Regions from separate parts of the Mus musculus genome. Here regions 1 and 3 are each linked to region 2. The links are chromatin contacts, called in public Hi-C and HiChIP or PLAC-seq maps. All regions are on one chromosome and are shown on one strand. The core of a region is the stretch at or near the end of the contact, and the rest is flanking DNA. Distances in the headings are between cores, read along the strand shown. Region 1 holds the start of Dppa3 (developmental pluripotency-associated 3). Region 2 holds the start of C3ar1 (complement component 3a receptor 1). Region 3 has its middle 27 kb from the start of Dppa3.

Region 1 (4,357 bases), core at 1,830-4,329, 230 kb after region 2:
TCTTAGCACTTGGGAGGGAGAGGCAGGTGGATTTCTGAGTTCGAGGCCAGCCTGGTCTACAGTGAGTTCCAGGACAGCCAGGGTTATACAGAGAAACCCTGTCTCCAAACAAAATAAAATAAAAGAAAGCAAGACAAAACAAAAAACAAAAACAAAGAGTATTTACCTCATTTCCTTCGAGCCTTTTTTGTCTCTGCTCAATCTTTAAAAGAAAAACAAAAACAAAATTATTCAAAACTATCAAGACCTACTTTAAACACTTTGTGAGAAGTTGTCACTGCTAGGCTCTGTGAAAGCAGGGGCAGGAAGATCACCCCAGTTTAAGGCCAGCCTGGTTTACAAAGAGTAACAGGCCCACTTCAGCTCTGAGATCTAGTCTAAGTTAGCCCTGTAGTCCCAGCTCTGAAGAGGCAGGACTGTGGAGTGAACTGGAGGGCCAGCTTGGACAGGGAGGGAGTCTTAACTTTCAAACACCCAGTGCTGATGCTCATTACTGCGTATATGTACATAGCTCAGGTCAGCCTGACTGCTTAGAGGATAGCCTTGGAACTCTATTCTCTCCGTCTGCGAATTACAAGCAGTCACTAGCCTTGTCTATACTCCGGTCTGATTAGAAAACAAAAAATGCCTTGAATCCCGTTGAGGCTGGAGTTGCTCTTAGGTCTAACAGCCCTGTCCGCACAGGAAACTCACCCGAACAAGTCTTCTCATCTTTGCTATAGGGTCTTTCAGCACCGACAACAAAGTGCGGACCCTTCTCTTGGGAAAGGCGCTTTGAACTTCCCTCCGGATTTTTTCACTCTTGTTCTCCACAGGTACGGCTGCAATGCGGTTCCGTAGACTGCGCCGGCGTGCGGACCGCTTGACACCGGGGTTTAGGGTTAGCTTTTTCATGACCTTTACTAGTGTTTCTGGTTGTAGGACGTCTGAAACAGAAGACACTAGTGAGGCATAAAGACAATACACCCCAGAGAAAAACAAGTGGATACTCCCTCTTCCGCAGAGGGGTCAACAAGAAGCAAATCGTGCACAGGACTTAGTCATAAACCCTAGTGCTTGTGTAGAGATCCACTGCGCTACTTTACTGTGGGTTACCGATGCAGCCTGTATGTAAGTCTAGTTCAGAGGTTCTGAGACCTGCATATTCTCCCCCCCCCCCCCCTTCTCCCATAGACTCTGCAGCCAATTGTGCTGCAGGAATGTGGCTCAGCTGGAGGGCTTCCCCAATAGTGCCTCTGGGTTCAGCTTCAGCTCTGGAAAACCTTCCCAAAACTGGCTGTTCATTTTTCCACCTAAATCTAACTGACCTGCTCAAATGCTTCTGGACAGCTATGTAACAAGGGATGTTGCCAGACAGTGGTGGCGCACGCCTTTAATCCCTGTACTTGGGAGGCAGAGGCAGGCGGGTTTCTGAGTTCGAGGTCAGCCTGGGGCTACACAGAGAAGAAACCCTGTCTTGAAAACAGTCTCGAAAAACAAATGTTGGGAAACCAGCTCTCTCCGTTTGAATCGTCCACACGCAGTAGATGGCCCCATCTTATACAGAAAACGTAACCACAACGCTCCTGGAAGAAAGGCAAAGTGACTCCAAGGCTGAGCCAGCCAGCCAGCGTTTCTGCCTCCGAAGTGATTGAGAGTTTGGATCTAGCCTAGCTTGGATAGTGGGTTTTAGACCAGTAGGGGCTGAACAGCCTCAAGATTTAAAAAGCCCCCAAAGGCTAAAGAATTATCTCGTGGAAATACGAAGGTCCCGTGTAACTGGCAGATTCAAGGCATTTTTTTGTTTTCTAATCAGACCGGAGGGGAGGGCTCCTCTCGAGCCACGCCCTAGACCGGGAGTGCCCGGAGGCAGTCCCTCGGACAAAGAATCAACTGCAGCTGGGGAGTGGGAACCAGTGGGCCCATGTAGCACACGGCTCAGCCTATCTTGGGCTCCCCTTGAATAGCCATTTACCTGAAAAGGATATTTAGCTGGAAAGAAAGTAGATGAGAATAAGAAAAAAAAAAAAAAAAAAAAAAAAAAAAACCCAGGTTCAACTGAAGCTTAAAAGATTCCGCTGTCGCCCACCGAGGTGGCACTGCCTTTAATCCCTGCACTCGAAAGTCTGAGAAAGGCGGATCCTCCTGAGTCCCAAGCCAGCCTGGTGTACAGCGTCCTAGGACAACCTGGGCTACACAGAGAAGCAAACAAAACTCCGGTGCTACACAAGGGCCGGCATGACACTGCACACTTTTAATTCTAAAACTTTGGAGGCAGAGGCAGGAGGATCGAGACTGAGCCCAGCCAGGGCTACAAGGTTGCGTTCCTTGTATCTACTACCACAGAGTGAGACTGTCTCAACCAAGATTTCTATGCTAAAACAACACAAACAACGCCCCCCCCCACACACACACACACTGCAGCCCACTCGGAAGCCTTTAATCTTTAATTCTCGGATTTGGGATGCCATTCTGGATTGCACAGGGAGTTCTAGTCCAGGCACTGTTGCCTCAAACACCAAATCATAAATATTTAAAAACAAAACAAAATAAAAACACCGCGGAGACCAATTGCTGATGAGGAAATGTTACCCCCCCCCCCCAACCATACAACCCAGTACAGCCCAGAACGTGGTCTTATGAGTCTTAAAAATCCCGCAACCGAGATACCACAGTCTCAACTCCCTCCCGGTTCTTTTTATCTCTACGAACCAGCATTTTCACCCCGAGGAAGGTGTATATTCTTAACCATCATCTCTGGCTTGGGTTTGCACTCACAACAGATGGCCTGAAACTCCCTGGTCCTCCACTGAGTCAGTGCTGGGCTCAGTGATACCAGCCTCGTGCTAGCTGAACGAGAAGAGAAGGGAGGGCTTCCCAAAACCCCGGGCAGAAAGGCCGACGCCGGCCTACCTGTATCATCCAAAGCGTCCTCTTCATCTTTCTTCTGAGGAGTTTCAGGGTCCTTCATTGGGTCGACTTTCTCTGATGGTTCCTCCATGGCGATGCGATGGGCAGAAGCCTCAAAAGCTAGCTCGGAACAAGATTGCTTAGTCTTTGAAAAGACCTAAAACCAAGACCCAATTAGCAGTCAGTCTGTGAATGGGGGGGGGGGGGTCTGGTTTCCTTTTATACAGCCGAGTCTACCCCCAGGCTACTTTAATGCTAATGAGCAGTGATTACAGGCTTCACCTGAGCTACACCTTTAGGCGGAGGCGGGGCCTTTTTACTGTAGGATTCCCCGCTCTCGGTTAAAACTAACCCTGCGCAATCCCAGCCAGTTCCAGGGAGGCTGAGGCAGGTGGATCTCTGAGTTCTAGACCAGCCCTAGTCACAAAATGGGAAGGAAAAAAAAAAAAGACTTCAAACCTGGCAGTGGTAGCCACCACGCCTTTAATCCTAGCACCTGGGAGGCAGAGGCAGGCGGATTTCTGAGTTCGAGGCCAGCCTGGTCTACAGAGTGAGTTCCAGTCAGGACTATACAGAGAAGCCCTGTCTCGAAAAAGCAAACAACAACAACAAAGATTGCAGATTTTATCTAGAATCTCTTTTGGTTTCCTGAAATATCAGGAATTTTATTTTTGTTTATTACATCTTGGAGATGGCTAGTGATCAGTGAACTGGGTTTATATGTTCTAGAATAGGCAGTTGTGCCGTCCCCCACCCCCTTCCCATCAGTTAAGTTAATTAGAATGTTTCCTTTGACTGCTTCATCTTAAATCTTTGAAAACTATTTCACTTTAAATGCTACTAAATAAAGATGTATTTGTTATACTTAAATAGATGGATATTTTATGATATATATATATATATGCATGGAATTCAAGAATATATAATTGTGGATCATTTCATAGACAATACATTTAATAATATCTAACTCTTTGTTTGAGACTCCGTGTAGTCTTGCTGTTCAGAAACTTGGTATGTAACAGCCCAGGTTGGCCTCAAACTGGAGAGCTCTTCCTTTCTCTGCCTCCAATGTGCTAGGATTATAAAGCTTACAACACCATCCGCACAACTTTTTTTAAAGAGACACGCCCCCCTTCTCCCCGTCTCTCAGCAGGTGGCCTGAAACTTTTTGTTTGTTTGTCTTGTTTTTCCAAACAGGGCAGACTTGGCTGCTTAGGAACTCCCTGTGTAGACCAGGCCAGCTGCCAACTCAAATATCTCCCTGCCTCAACCTCTGCACTTTGGAACTTTGAATCCTAAGTCAGTCTACACCAGTGCTGGCATTTCAGGCGTGGGTGACTCACCTGGTATAAGCATTTCTGAGCATCTAAAATTAACTTTGGTTGGGCATGCTGGCTCACACCTATAATCACAACATCCAAGAGGCTGAGGCAGCAGGATCTCTAATTCTAGGTCAGCCAAGGCTACT
Region 2 (4,375 bases), core at 1,201-3,700:
TCTTTATAGTTTAATATTATCTGCATTTATCTATATGTCCATACTATTTTAAGTAAGTAAAAATAACAATAAAAATAACTTAGTGGGTACTATTCAACTCTTGCTCTCTCTTTTTAAAGATTTCCTGTCTCTCAGACATTCCACATTATTTGATTAAAAGAAACCAGGCGAAGTTAAACAACTTTGAACTTTCTGAACTTTCTGAGTTGATCAGTGTGAAGTGGAGCCTCTGCCACAGACAAAAAATAAGCTTTATTTGTATATATGTATGTATGTATGTATGTATGTATGCATGCATGTATGTATGTGTGTGTAAGCGAACGAAAGGACAAGTCTATCTGTTTCTTTGTTTGCTTGAATAAGTATCTCATTTTGTAGCTCCGGCTGCTTGGAACCGGTGATCCTCCTGCCTCAGCATCCCAGTGCCGGTCTTACAGATGTGGGTGACCTGCCTGGTTGACCTGAGAGAATTCTTTACTTTAGGAATGCCTGTAGGGCCTCTCCTTCACCTGATGAAATGCAGCCCCAGGGCTGCAGGCTAGGGTCAGGAGCCTATCTCCTGGGTCACACTATCTCCCACCCTAGCCCTGAGCACAGCTTGCTCCATCCAGAGCCTCAAGCCTTGTAATCACTTAGGGGCTTGTTTATGGCTCACTTCTCTGGAACTACTTCCTTCGAACTTTCTTCCTAGATTCCCATAAGTGAACACATCTATATCCATTGTGTTCCATTTTATTTCTATTTATATACAAAGTATGTTTGTGTTGCAGGGTGTGTGTTTGTGTGTATCGTCAGAAATTAGAACACAGTTAACTTATTCTCATTTTGGCATAGCACAGTTTATCCATGTATCAAACATAGAGCAATACCATTTGAGATTAATTAAATGTATTTTTACAGCATTCCTCCTCAAAACCCCCTTAAGCGGAAATCTCTAGTTTCTTTGGAAAGTTAGTTCTGTCAAATGATGTTTTGCTGGGGTGCACAGGTGAAAGGATGTCTTGCTAAACTAAACATGTGAGAAAATGTTTTCCTGAAGCAGACGACGGTGAAAGGAAGTTTTGATATAGCAGACACGTGAAAGGACACTTGAGGAAAGAATGTAAATATGACTCCACAGACAGTGGGGCATGAGCACTGAGCCTTGGTTTGGTTTGCTCTGTCTCCCCATTCTTCATTCACCTTATATAGCGTGGTTGAGCTCAACTCGTGGTAATGCAGCCATTGAGAGAAACTCACCCAAGGACTTCGGTTCCTGCAGCTGCTTGCCACTTTAGCAGCCTTGCCTCAGACCAGTTGGCATTCATGCCCGGTGTCTGCTGGTGGAGAGGACTGGATTGAAGCTGCTAGCTCATGTGTGGCATCTGCCTGCCTATAGGACTGGTCTACAACTGCTGAGTTGTATTTGGTGTTTGCTATGGGACTGAACTGCTGAGAAAGAAGACGGGGATTGCGCCCACCCCCCCCCAAAGAACTATTGCTGAACAGGCCCACTTCCACCATATTCTAATAACTTTTCTTCCACTCTCTCTGCTGGGTGGTAGGTTAGAGAAGAGAATGAACCTTATAATTAAAAGTAGGTTGCAAAAAATTTATGCTACACCTCCCAACTCAGCCATCTTTTTGTTGTTGTTCTTAAATGTGTTATTTGTTCTTTAACAAGTACATATGCATTCAACCTAACTTGATCATAGCCATCTCCCGTCGTCACACACACACACACACAGTTTTTTCCTGACCTGGGGATTAACCACAAGACCTAGGACATAGCAGACAAGTGCTCACCCACAATCTATATCCCTAGATCTTTTATTACTTTTTTGTCTTGAGATAAGGTCTTGCTAACTTTCTCAAGTTGGTCTTAAAATCACTCTGTAGAGGCTGGAAAAATGGCTTAATAGTTGAGTTCCCAGCACCAAATGAGTGACTGGCAAATCTATAACTTCAATTCCAGGGACCCCCCCCCCCATGCCCTTTTCTGGCCTCCATAGGTAGCAGGCACAAATATATGTACACACAAATGGGGGGGGGGGGAAGAACTCCTACACATAAAAGAAAATCAATAGATCTTTTAAATACCCCATTCTATGGGACTGGAGAGATGGCTCGGAGGTTAAAAACAGATCCCAGCACCCACATTAGGTTCCAGTTCCAAGAAATCTAGCATCCTTTCTTGGCCTCTGTGAGCAACCATATATGGCACACACATACTGATATAAAGATAAAATAAAGCAAATTTAAAGGGAAAAAAATAAAACCTCACTCTGTAGCACAGACAAGCCTCAAATTTCTGCCTGCCTGCATCTCAGCATCTCGTAGCTAAGGTGACAGGTTCCTGCAGGAAATATCTGTGTCCTGATCGGCCTCCTCCACCCGCCCTCCTCTGTCCTTCTGCTTTTCTTATCTACGCCGGCTAAGTTTAAGAGGTGACTCATGGAAAGGCCCTTCCTGTGCAGTCAGATAGCAGTCATGATCCTGAGTTCCCTTTACCCAGGGAAAAGTCAGTGCTCAGCAACTCGTCCAATGCACTTCACTACTTCATTTTGGCTGGACCAGACAGGATTTGTTGGTGGCTCGCAGATCATCAGTCCTGGAGCCTTTGGATTCCATCTCAGTGTGCTTGGTAAGAAAACATAGATGAGCCTTATAGTTCATGCTTGGTTTAGCCTGCTGATTATGTACAATGGCTTCAAGTTCCTTATCTTCTGTTTCCTTCTATTCTTTTCCCTAAAACTTTTTTTTTTTTTTTTTGAGAGTCTTACATAGAGCCTTGGATGGTTGGGAACTCACTACATAGACTGGGCTAGCCTTAAACTCACAGAGCTATATCTCCTTCTCCTGCGATTAAAGTTGTACACAATCATATCTGGTTCTTTCCCTAACTTTTGTTTTGTTTTGTTTTGTTTTGTTTTGTTTTGTTTTGTTTTGTTTTGTTTTGTTTTTGTTTTTCGAGACAGGGTTTCTCTGTGTAGCCCTGACTATCCTGGAACTCACTTTGTAGACCAGGCTGGCCTTGAACTCAGAAATCCGCCTGTCTCTGCCTCCCAACTTTCCCAAATTTTTATTTCTCCTGTCTTATCTCCATGTCTACTTTTATTTTTATGTAAATACTATACATTCTATTTATCTTGGCTTTTAATATTTTCATTCTGAAAATAATAATGAATTTATGTTATTTATTCCCCTAGATTATAGATCATGTTTTCTTCCCTTAGTTTTGCTTCTGTAATCATTGATCACATGTACACACATTTATTTTTATGTATATATACACACACACACACACACACACACACACATATATATATGCCCATATGTGGATTCTTCTTCTGTTGCTCTCTGTAACTCTCCCGTTCTTTGAGCTATTCCTTATCAAAATAGCTGGTTCTATCATTCCATAATTATTATTTGATATTTAAATCTAATTTTTACTCATCATAAATACATTTTAGTTTCAGGTTTTTTTTTAATTACTCTGGCCAACTCAATCCTGAAATCTTTATAAAAAACTTAAACATAGAGGGTTTTTGTTTGGTTTGGTTTTGGGGGGGGGTTGCTCAGAACTTGGGGAAATGTAATGTGGTCTTGTCCTGGATGACTTTTAGGGTGTGAGCTTTCAAGGAAGATCATTTGTGATATTTAAACTATTCCTCACAGCACGGAACTCAGTTGCTCTTACATTGGAATGTTTTCCTTTCAACTTCTGTTATTTTAAATCGCTATGTCCACTTTATTATCGAGACCACAGTTTCTCAGTCATGTGATCCCTGCAGTAAAAAAGAACAGTAACCTAGGCGTTATTAGGTGAGTAGCTGGGGCTCTCCCCGGCTGCGGTCACGTGAAAGCCACGTCATCTCCAGAATCTCAGCATCAAAAGCTGCACAGCGAGGGATGTCTGTGGGTTGCTCTGTTCCTAGCAGTCTCTGGGTGGGCTTTGCTCTCAGCATCTTAGGATGGTACGCATTGAGGTTGGAATGGGACACTAGATCCGAGTTCTTGCCGTTCACATAAGGGAATGGTAGGACTTGAAAAAGACAGAGACCAGAGTGGGTATCGTTTCTCCTTTTCTTCTTATTCTGTTGTTATCCTAACTTCTGCTTACCGCATAAGACTTGTCACAAACTTTTGTCAAGTTCAGCAGAATCGCTTCCAAATGTCCCAGCTTCCATTTAAAAACAAGCAAACCAAAAAATCAAATCAAATCAAATAAATAAAAATGGAGGAGGCTGAAGAGATGATCGGTGGTTGGGAGCAGTGGCTGCGCTTCCAGAACCCTGCTCTACCAGGGTTCAAGTCCCAGCACCTACATGGCAGCTCACAACTGTCTGTAACTCCAGTTCCAGGAAATCTGACACCATCCCACAGACACGCATGC
Region 3 (4,066 bases), core at 371-2,870, 200 kb after region 2:
TAGCAATAAAAGGATTGATGCTTCTCCCCACCTCTATACAATAAAGACTGGAGTTCATTTTTCATCCAGAATGAGTGAGTTCTTCTGCACTGATGCTTGGTCTTTTGCTTGATATACATACGTAAGCATGGATGTGTGTGTGTGTAAGTATGTAACTATGAGCTAAGTATGTAAGCTGAGCCCAACTGGTTTGAATGGAAATATATGAATATATAAGCATGAATCTGCATATGAGTTTATGTGAGTTTATCCATATTTGCCTGTGTAAAAGTTTTCCTTCTGTGAGTGTGACTCTCTAATCCTAGTTCAATAGAAGTTTATTGCTCCAAACTTCCCACTAGCCTGACAAAAAGAGACATCTGAACAAAAGAGTAAAGGCTCTAGCAATTAATCCTTTGCTTAATTCCCTGCTGTTTTACAATGAGGTGCTAAACAATGAGGCTGCTGTTTCTGGCCTCCAAGGAGCTCAGGCAGGTCAGCTACAGTAGCAAAGTGACTTAGACTTAATAGGTAAGTGTTTTATTGCTAAACAGCAACCCTAAATATCTCACAAGATCAAGTCTTGCCACCACTGATGCTCTTCCCCATCCACTGCCTCAAGAAGAACCAAGAAAGAAGAGGTGCCGGGCTGGCCCCGGACAGGTTTGCTTTCATCTTGAAAGAGTATAATAATAGACCCTATGGTTGCTTTCTGACCCACTCTCTACCTATGTGTGTGTGGGGGGGGGGTCCTGACCCCCCCCCCCCAAGTCTATGTCAATAACAGAGGCTCCCAGCTCCTTCTCTACATGGAGACCCAGGAAAGTGAGCCTGTGCACAGCAAGGCTATGGGGAGTTTGGAATTTGCCTCCAGGTAGAGATGCTGGTAGGTCCACCCACCTGAACACCTAGTACATAAGAACTACATGATTTGTTTCTTCCCACTGCAGAGGGGAGAAGCTACAGATTGATATGACTTGAGCAATCATTCTTCCTTCCCCAGGCTGGAGGTCCAACTTAGCCACAAGCCACGATTATCCTTTTCTATATATTACTCATCTCTATAGCACAGTCCCTGCCAAATTACTCGTTCAAACCTAGTTGACACATAGCTAATGGCAACTGTAGCACAGGAAGTCCCCTTTTGTGCTGTGCAGAATGTGTTCCTCTTTTAAAGAGATCCATATACAAACTCCACAGGACCTGGTCATGTGTTATGTCACATGACCGAGGAGAATGGTGGTTGCAGATGGAATTGTTGCTGTCAGTCAGATGACCTTCACGTTGGGGGTTTCTGGATTACCCGGATGGGCCAGTGAGTCACAGGGATGTTAAATGTACAAAAGTGGAAGAAGTGGGCAAACAGATGCATTAAAAATGGAGAAGTGAGAGCCAACGAGGGCAAGGCTCTAGAAGAGTCGACAGATTCTACCTGAGAGCCTGGGTGAGGGATTCTACCCAAGAGCCTTGGTTTTGCAGAAGAGGGGCCCTGCAGACTCCTTGATTTTGTTCTAATGAGATCCATGTCAGCCTCTGTCTTAGAACTTCGAGGTCATCAGTTTGTCTTATTCTAGGGTGGGAAGTTCCTGGTCGTTTGTTACATTGTAAAGCGACATGCACACAGCCACCATCTCTTGCTTCTTTCCCCTGGTGTGGTATCCTCAGCACACAGGAGGTTGTCCATATCCAGGGCACTAAAGAGTGAAATGTTAGAGGGTAGCTTTCGTGAAGAGTTTTGTCTCTCTAGTGATTCCCTCCCCTTAATGTATTTATTCACTTTACACCCTGGTTGCAGCCTCCCCCCTCTTCTCAGTCCCCCCTCATACTGCCCTTCCCTTCATGCCCCTCCTTCTCCTCTGAGAAGGGGAAGCCCAGCCTCTAGAGATAAGAAAAAAATTGTATTTCTTCCTACCAAGTCTGGCTGATGTTCAGAATCCCTCCTCAATTTTTGTTTTGTTTTGGTTATGGTTTTTGATACAGAATTTCTTTGTGTATTCCTGGTTGTCCTAGATTCACTCTGTAGACCAGGCTGGCCTCTAACTCACAGAGAACCACCTGCCTCTGCCTCCTGAGTGCTGGAATTAAAGGCGTGTGCCACCACACCCGGCTAATCCCTCCTGAATTTATCAGCCATTCCCCTAGCCAATCGTATTTTCCCCTCAGCCTCCCTCCGCCTTTCCCAGTGGCCTCTACATGTTTCATCACCTATAGAATGAACCATCTAGCCAGGTGGTGGTGATGATGCATGCCTTTAATTTCAGCACAGGGAGGCAGGGGTGGGCAGAGAAACCCTGTCTTGAAAAACAAACAATAAAAAGAGCACATCCGGAATTTCCCAGCCATCCTTCTTGGTTTTCCCTCCCCCCTCTCTTGCTTTCTTGTCTTTCTTCCATATTAATTTGCGCCATTCTAGATGAATAAGATGTGAACAATGACACTCTCAGATGCTGCATTTCTGTACACAAAGCAACAGGAAGTGCCAGCTCTCCGGTGCTAACTTCCTCTGTGAAGCCCAGAAGCGCCATCCTTTGTCCACCGTAAAGGGCCCAGTGATACAGAGTTGCCGTCTCTCTGACTGTTTGGCTTTTATATCATGTCCCCTGTGGTCTGTGCTTGTATGTGATGCTGAGGACTAAACCCGCAGCCCATGTGTGCTGGGCAAGTGCCTTACCACATGCCACCTTCTTTAAGTGTAAGCTTTTTCAGCACTTGGGCAGAAAGACATTATTGTTCCTGTTCTGTGTCAGCACACTTAGGAATAAAAGTCTGGTGAGAACCATTTAACAGGGTCTTCATACTGGGAGTGAGGGAAGCGATCTTCTCTGTCTTTTAGGGTTCTGTCAACTCCCACCTACCCCTATACTCACAAATGCCACATTCTACAGGTCAGGCAGTTGCTGCCGCCTGCCCTCTGCTGAGCACATTTTGGACATCACAGATTGAATGCCCAAGTGCCCTATAAAGATGACAATCAGGGCTGGAGAAATGGCTCAGCAGTTAGAGGACCCATATTTGGTTACCAGCACCCACATAGTGGCTCACAACCATCCATAACTCCAAGTCCAGGGGATCTGATGCCCTCTTCTGACCTCCTCAGGCACCAGGCACACTCATGGTGCACATCCATACATCCATACATAAATACAGGCAAAATGTTCATTCACATAGCACATTTTTTTTTGAAAGATTAAATTATGAAAACTAATCTTTGAAGAAAAGCAACCATCAGACTAAATATAAACTAAGTACTGAGGGGTTGTTTTGTTTTGTTTCGTTTTAATAAATCTCCATTTGCTTCTCCTCCGGAATCACTCCTTTTAGAGAGCTAGGGAAGACTCAAATGTCACAGCAACACAGAAGATTACATTTTATGTCACTTATTTACATTTTATACAAAGCACAATTTAACTATGGGGAAGAAAACCTCCCTAAACCCATCCACAAATCCCACAGATACCTATTCATGTTACTTTAATTCTCTTCTTTCTCTCTATTGATAAGTTTTATTTTAAATTGTGATAAAGTAAATATATATGATATAATCATTTTCCACTTAGACCAATCCAGTGGAACCAATTGCATCCACAAAGTTGTACAAAAGCCTCCATTGTCTTCTTCCAAAATATCCTCGTCACCCTAACTCACAGGCTCTGCAGTGGAAGATAAAGATATATGCTGCCTGTTCCACTTGGGGAGATATCTCCTCAGAGATGGCAGCTAAATTGACACCACACCCATCACACCCATCCCCGTTCCTGTGTAGTGTCCTGACTTTGTTTGCTGCTGGTGGTGCTGCTGTTTTGAGATGGGGTCATATTACATAGCCTTGGTTGGCTTGGATCTTGCTATGTAGACCCGGCTAGCTTTGAACTCACAAGAGAGTCACCTGCCTCTGTCTCTTGAGTTCTGAGACTAAAGGTGTGTGCCTCCATGGTGGCCTTGCCCTGATTTTTCAGTTACAGAAGCTGATGATCGCTGTCCTGTTTGTCTCAGAGATTGACTTTCTCAAACAAAATTTCTTTTTCTCAAAGTACAGCTTTAGTCTTCTGGCCACTGTGAGAATCTATGTTCTGGAAGTCTTCATGCA

What was found. Hi-C and Micro-C count contacts between places; a contact is called where the count stands out from the background. HiChIP or PLAC-seq counts read pairs in DNA pulled down with a chosen protein or histone mark.
Region 1: a contact with region 2 is called in a FOXA1 HiChIP or PLAC-seq map of pancreatic cancer cells. The contact joins the promoter of Dppa3 here to the promoter of C3ar1 in region 2. A contact is called at or near these places in 2 of 115 datasets of contacts at active chromatin or transcription factors (bone marrow-derived macrophages and pancreatic cancer cells) and 2 of 9 other capture datasets (adipose tissue and pancreatic islet).
Region 3: a Hi-C map of bone marrow-derived macrophages shows a contact between it and region 2, with 29 read pairs. The contact joins the enhancer-like site here to the promoter of C3ar1 in region 2. A contact is called at or near these places in 1 of 15 datasets of contacts at CTCF or cohesin (embryonic stem cells), 16 of 484 Hi-C or Micro-C datasets (the MC3T3-E1 cell line, Sertoli cells, bone marrow-derived macrophages and 10 more), 5 of 115 datasets of contacts at active chromatin or transcription factors (bone marrow-derived macrophages, embryonic stem cells and pancreatic cancer cells) and 4 of 9 other capture datasets (adipose tissue, bone marrow-derived macrophages, embryonic stem cells and 1 more).

Annotation. Positions count from the first base shown.
Region 1 is chr6:122,625,146-122,629,502 of GRCm38.p6, reverse strand. It overlaps Dppa3 (developmental pluripotency-associated 3), which reads right to left and starts at 3,079. Exons shown (of 4, transcript NM_139218.1): 1 at 2,893-3,079; 2 at 694-926; 3 at 167-202. The coding sequence starts at 2,980. RefSeq lists a promoter at 3,009-4,357.
Region 2 is chr6:122,854,232-122,858,606 of GRCm38.p6, reverse strand. C3ar1 (complement component 3a receptor 1) reads left to right here and starts at 2,450. Exons shown (of 2, transcript NM_009779.2): 1 at 2,450-2,623.
Region 3 is chr6:122,651,660-122,655,725 of GRCm38.p6, reverse strand. No RefSeq gene overlaps it. Among named protein-coding and RNA genes, the nearest start is that of Dppa3, 27 kb to the right of the region's middle. Within about 2 kb of position 1,620, at least 65 of the 459 cell types and tissues checked have an H3K27ac peak or open chromatin away from gene starts, as enhancers often do. A contact at or near this core is called in adipose tissue, bone marrow-derived macrophages, granulocyte-monocyte progenitors and 3 more, where this site is marked.